Regions from separate parts of the Oryctolagus cuniculus genome. Here region 1 is linked to region 2. Evidence: chromatin contacts called from public Micro-C data. All regions are on one chromosome and are shown on one strand. Each heading gives the region's core, a stretch centred on a gene start, on an enhancer-like site or on the middle of the called end of the contact. The rest is flanking DNA. Distances are from core to core; before and after follow the strand shown.

Evidence for each region. Hi-C and Micro-C count contacts between places; a contact is called where the count stands out from the background.
Region 1: a contact with region 2 is called in a Micro-C map of ear pinna, with 8 times the contacts expected there. The contact joins the promoter of SIGLEC10 here to the enhancer-like site in region 2. A contact is called at or near these places in 2 of 6 Hi-C or Micro-C datasets (ear pinna and an unstated tissue).

Annotation. Positions count from the first base shown.
Region 1 is chr18:6,918,539-6,921,516 of mOryCun1.1, forward strand. SIGLEC10 (sialic acid binding Ig like lectin 10) reads left to right here and starts at 1,721. Exons shown (of 12, transcript XM_070062931.1): 1 at 1,721-2,218; 2 at 2,316-2,445; 3 at 2,516-2,890. The coding sequence starts at 2,409.
Region 2 is chr18:6,744,224-6,747,177 of mOryCun1.1, forward strand. All of the region lies in intron 2 of FPR2 (formyl peptide receptor 2), which reads right to left. Among named protein-coding and RNA genes, the nearest start is that of FPR2, 13 kb to the right of the region's middle. Within about 2 kb of position 1,683, at least 2 of the 8 cell types and tissues checked have an H3K27ac peak or open chromatin away from gene starts, as enhancers often do.

The sequences.
Region 1 (2,978 bases), core at 471-2,970, 170 kb after region 2:
GCAGCGGGGAGGCAGAGAGCCGGCGGCCGGGTGGACGCGCTGGCGAGGCGGGGAGGCCACGAGGCGCGCCCAGGGGAGGTCGGCGTGGGCCACAACTTGGTAGGGTCGGAGGGGGAGTTTGGGTTTTCTTCTAAGCGCTCGGAGACACCATGGAAATGAGTGAGCGACGGGTTCCGGCTGCGGTGCAGGCTACAAACAACCCTGCTGGGAAGGAATCGGGGAGAGCCAGTCCCCCGCAGGCCCCGCTGCCGCACGGAGGGGTGCTGGCGGTGGCTGGGACCTGCACGGTCCTCCGTCGGGGGTCACTTTGCAGCCCAGGGCGCAGGAGGCAACCTAAAAATGCCTGCGAGCGGTTCTTGTTTGTCCCAGATCGGACGGCAGGGGGCGCTCGTGGTATCTTGGGAGTGCAGCCAGCGGGGTGGGGGTGGGGGGCCGCTCTGTCCCCTACAGCAGCACTGGACGGTCCCAGACCCAAAATATGGACAGTGCGGAGACTGAGAAACCCTGCACTTTTTAAACATGATGACTGTTTGGCTGATCGTTATTTGAAAGGCGGAGGCAGAGACAGAGAGGCAAGTCACTCTCCAAATAATTGAACCAGCCAGAACTGGGCCATGCCAAAGCCAGGAGCCGGGACGTCCACCTGGGTCTCCCACGTGGGCTGCCTCCCAGGGAATGCACCGGCCGGAAGTTGGGTCGGAGGCAGAGGCGGGGCCGATCCCAGGCCCTCCCATGTGAGAGGCGGGGATCCCAAGAGGGGTTTTAACCGCTACACAAAATGCCTGCTCCTAGTTGGTACTGATTTCAACTTTACTTTGAAGCAACTATGAAATCACAGGAAATTGCAAAGAAATGATGGGGGGCGTTCCCAGGAACCTTGAGCCCAGCCTCCCTCAGTGTCAGCTGACAGAAGTGTGGGTCAACGTGCAAAACGGGGAATCATGGTTGGTAGCTTGTGTGCTCTCGTTTGTTTTGAATAACTTTATTAAGATTTGTTTTGTTTATGTGAAAGGCAGAGTTACAGAGAGAGGGGGACAGAGACAGAGAGAGAGAGAGAGGTCTTCCATCCGCTGGTTTACTTCCCAAATGGCTGCAACGGCCAGGGCTGGGCCAGGCGGAAGCCAGGAGCCTGGAGCTCCATCCAGGTCTCCCACGTGGGTGCAGGGGCCCAAGCACTTGGGCCATCCGTCACCTGCTGCTCTCCCAGGTGCATGAGCAGGAGCTGGATCTGAAGTGGGGCAGCCGGGACTTGGATGGGGATGGTGGCGCTACAGGCGGCTTAACCCATCAGGGCACAACACCGGCCCCTTTATAATAACTGCTGGAACCGACCCACACCCTGGATGTGAGGACAAGGGCAGGATGGGGACAGGAGCCCCGTCCTGGCCTCTGTGTGCCAGCAGGAACTGGGGTCCCCCTATGGAGGTGTCCCAGCAGCTGGGGCGCTGTGGGCGGTGGGGCGCCTGGCGCATGCCGTACGTGCGGCTGACAGGGTGAGCACCGTGTCTCTGCATGATTGGGTCAGAGCAGTTTCCGGGCTGAGGGGCTGAGGGAACGTCTGGGAGACTTCATTTAGCTACGTTCCCCCCACCTCCGGCTGTGTCGTCACCGCCTGGCGTGCCTGCCAGCAACGTCAGCTTCAGATAGCGGGTGTTCCGATCACAAGTCAGTGTTGCCCAAGCGAGACGGGCGGGGGAGGGGAGATGGACGTGGACAGCGGCCTGGTGGGGGCCAGGGGTCAGTGTGCTCACCAGGTTGGATGAAGAGGTGGGGCAGAGACCAGCCCGGGATTGCCAGGTTTAGAACAAAAATGCAAAATGCCTCGTTACATTTAAATTCGGGAGTTTAAAAAAAAATGATTTTTTTGCCTTTTTTTTTTTTTTTTTAGTGCAAGTATATTGTACACAGTGTTTAGGGCAGGGAGCAAGACAGGCCACAGGGTGTCCGTTCTTTATCTGCAAATTTTATTGTGCACTCCAGCACGGAAGACTACTCCCTCCAAAACCCCTTCTTCTTCTGCCCCCCCCCACCACCACAGGGGCCTCCCCAGTGACAACTCTCACTTCTGCTTCCTCAATGACCAGGGCCCAGAGGGAGAGCCCCCACCCCCACCCCCACCCAGCCACAGCCTCCCGGAGCCAGACACAGCCTCCCCTCCCCTCCCACCAGCGGCATCTGGGGCAGGACCCCATCTAGCAGGCGGCGGGCAGAGAGCCACGTAGGCCAGGGGGCCGCGGGGGGGTGGGGGAGGCCCCAGCCACGAAGGGGGAGGGGGTCCCACCGCATCTGGGCTCCCTTCACGCCTCGGTTCCCAGGGCTCAGCTCCCGCCCTCGGCTTCCCCTTGGGTACAAGCACGGCTGGGGAATGCGAGGGTGCCGACCGTGCCCCAGTGCCTCCTAAAGCCACAATGCTGCTGCCTCTGCTGCTGTCCCTGCTGTCGGAGGGTAAGTGGGCCGGCGCCGCGGGGGCCTGGTCGGGGCTGGGGCTGCGGGTTGAGCCTCGGTCTGCCCACAGGGACCCGGGCTCAGGAGTACCGGCTGCAAGCGGCGAGCTCCGTGATGGTGCAGGAGGGCCTGTGCGTCTTCGTGCCCTGCTCCCTCACATACCCCCAGGACAGCTGGACTTCTGATACCCCGGCGTACGGCTACTGGTTCAGAAGCGAGACGCACACGATTTCCGGTTTCCCAGTGGCCACAAACCGCCCAGATAGGGAGGTACAGGCGGACACCCAGGGCCGATTCCTGCTCATGGGCGACCCCAGCCAGTACAACTGCTCCTTGCTGCTCAGAGAGGCGCGGAGGGAAGACTCGGGCTGGTACCTCTTTCGGCTGGAGAGAGGGCCCCAAGTGAAATACAATTTCAAGCAGTGGCTCTACCTGGATGTGGCAGGTGTGGAATCTGATGGGAAGCCCCGTCCCTCCCACTGGGGAAGGACCTGGGCCGGGCCAGAGGGGTTCCTCAGGGCACCCCTGGAGAG
Region 2 (2,954 bases), core at 433-2,932:
GGCCACAGCAGAGAGCTGGACTGGAAGAGGAGCAACTGGGACTAGAACCCGGCATCCATATGGAATGCCAGTGCCACAGGCGGAGGATTAACCAAGTGAGCCACAGCGCCAGCCTCCAGGAATGATTTGCTGTGTAGGTAACGTCTCCAGGGACCGGGATCAGCCATGTCTTGGAATCAGGTCAACCAGAGCATCTTCTAATTCACAAAATAGCTCTTATCTAGTCAATTCTTTACCTGTATCTTCTCAAATTTACACAAGATTGCAACTTCAACTGAAACAGCCTGTTCTGTTGTAACCATTTGGCAATCCATTCTTTGCAAACAGGCAATTATTGGAACCGGAGGGAGTGGGAGAGGAAGGTGTGGCTCGTGTGGTAGATAAGGGTTCCCGTTGTACCAGAGGTTCTTCCTCTTACTTGTCTAAGCGCCTCTCATGTGCTTTCTGCGTCAAGGAGCACAGATGACCCAGTGCAGATGAGTTGATTTCCTTTTGTGGTGGGGGAGAGTTCACTCTAATCATCCACTCTCTTGATTGTTCCGGGGAAGCTCTTCTCAGAACAGTGGAACGTTGACAGCTTAGCTTTTCCCCACCAGCTACCTTGAGGGCCAAGTGGCTCCCAGAGCACCTTGCCCAGGATGTGGGGACAACAGCTCCCCCTGGAGATGTGTTGGCTTACCTGGGCTTCTGTATCACTAGCCCCATAGCCAGAGCTTGGGTGTGGACTATAAAGATACATCTGTGTTTTCAAGGTCCAGCACTAGTTCTCAGGCAAAGAGGCTGTTATTTAATTACCAGAGATCAGGGGAATCTGGCTACTCGTCCCCATCACCAGGGAGCTTTGTGAATAAATACAGATTCCTAGATTCTGCAGCAGACTCCAGGAATCGGATGCTGAGACACTGCAGTGACCTAACTCATACTTTAAAAAATACCCCTCCTGGGGCTGGACATTTGGCACAGCAGTTAAGATGTTACTTGGGGTGCTTGCATCCGTATCAGAGTGTCTGGTTCCAGTCTTGGCTCCTCTGCTTGTAATCCAATTTCCTGATACTGTGCACCCTGGTACAGCAGGTGACGGCTCAGTACTCAGATTTCTACTACTCAAGGGGGAGACTCTGATGCGTTCCCAACTCCTGGGGTCAGCCTGGCCCAGACCTGGCTGCTGCAGGCATTTGGGGAGTGAACCAGAGGATGGATGATATTCTCTCTCTCTCTCTCTCTCTCTCTCTCTCTCTCTCTCTCTCTCTCTCTCCCCTTTCTGTGTCTCTGTCAAATAAGATGAAAATGAATACATACAACTTTTAGAAAATACCTTCCCTGTTAATTCTGTTGGAAGAGCACCTGTTGTAGATGAATGGGCACGAGTTGCCTTGAGGTATTTGGAGGCACAAGATAGGAATGTGAGAGGGGAAACACTGCGCGTCCCAAGGTTATGAAACATCTGCGTTCACTTGCTTTTATCGGCTAGGAGTGGTAACTCCTAGGGTGGGATGGGATTCAGGAGAGATCTCCAGACTTCTCCAATCTCCGGAATGTGTGTTCTGGAATGAAGGGGACTTCCCGGATTTTTTAAAAACCAAAGTTCCTGGTTCAAATGTACTCAGAAATTCCCTGCAGGGGGAGCTCACAGGAAAAGAATGAGCTGTCCCTGGGTTATTTCCCGATGAGGTCACTTAGCTGAAGATGAGCCCCGACCTCCCTTTCTTTGCTGCGTGTTAGAGCAGCCGCAAGGTGGCCCTCAGTGTCCAGTGAGTTCGTTTTCATTGGCTCTGGAGACCGACAGCAGGTCCTGCAGGGCTGGTCCATTGTGGCTGCATTTGAGCCCTCAGCCCTGTCCGTTAGACCCAAATTAGAACTTAGCCTCCTATGAACAGAGTTCCCTTCCTCAGGCAGCCTAAATCTAGATGGTATACAGCGCTCCTAATGTGAAAGAAAAGGGACTTGAGTTTAACTGACCCATTTTTTTGAACTTTTAAAATGTAGAATGTAACAAACCTATAACCCCCCAAATTACTAAAAGGCTAGCATGACTCTTAATGGATTTTTGTAGAAGAAACACCCATGTCCCCCTACCCAAGTTGAGACTGTGTCAGCATTCCAGAAGTCACCACGGTGACGTGACCCTAACTAGTCACGGCTCCTCCCCCTCCTTAATTGCAATCACTGTCTTGACTGTTACACTGACTAATTCATCAATTTCCTTTATGGTTTTGCTACATACTTATGTGTTCCCAAACTATGTAGTGTGATTTTGCTGATTTGTGTTGTATGTAAACAGAAAAATATTAAATATACTCTGTTATGTCTTATTTTCTCAGCATAATACCTAAGACTCAACCATGTAGTTTCTAAAAATTCATTGCTGGATAGTAATTTTCTGAATGAAGACGCTGTGATTTCATTCTGCTATTAATGAACTTTTGGATTATTTACAGATTTTAACTACTGTGAACAATTTTGCACTAAGTGTTTGTGAACCTGTGTGGTGTCAAATATGAACATACAAATACATGAATATAAAAATATTTACCTGGGTGTAGAATTACTGGATATGGGAGACTCTTTCAAAAATATCTTAATAGGAATTTCAAGTATACCTAACAGTAAAGAAAAATTCACCAGGGCTGGCTCTGTGGTGCAGCGCGTGAAAATCCTGGCTTTAAGCGCCGGCATCCCATATGGGCACCGGTTCTAGTCCCGGCTGCTCCACTTCCAATCCAGCTCTCTGCTATGGCCTGGGAAAACAGTAGAAGATGGCCCACGTCCTTGGGCCCTTGCACCAGCGTGGGAGATCCAGAAGAAGCTCCTGGCTCCTGGCTTCAGATAGGCCCAGCACCAGCCATTGCAGCCATCTGGGGAGTGAACCATCGGATGGAAGACCTCTCTCTCTGTCTCTACCTCTCTCTGTAACTCTGACTTTTAAATAAATAAAATAAATCTGAAAAAAAAAA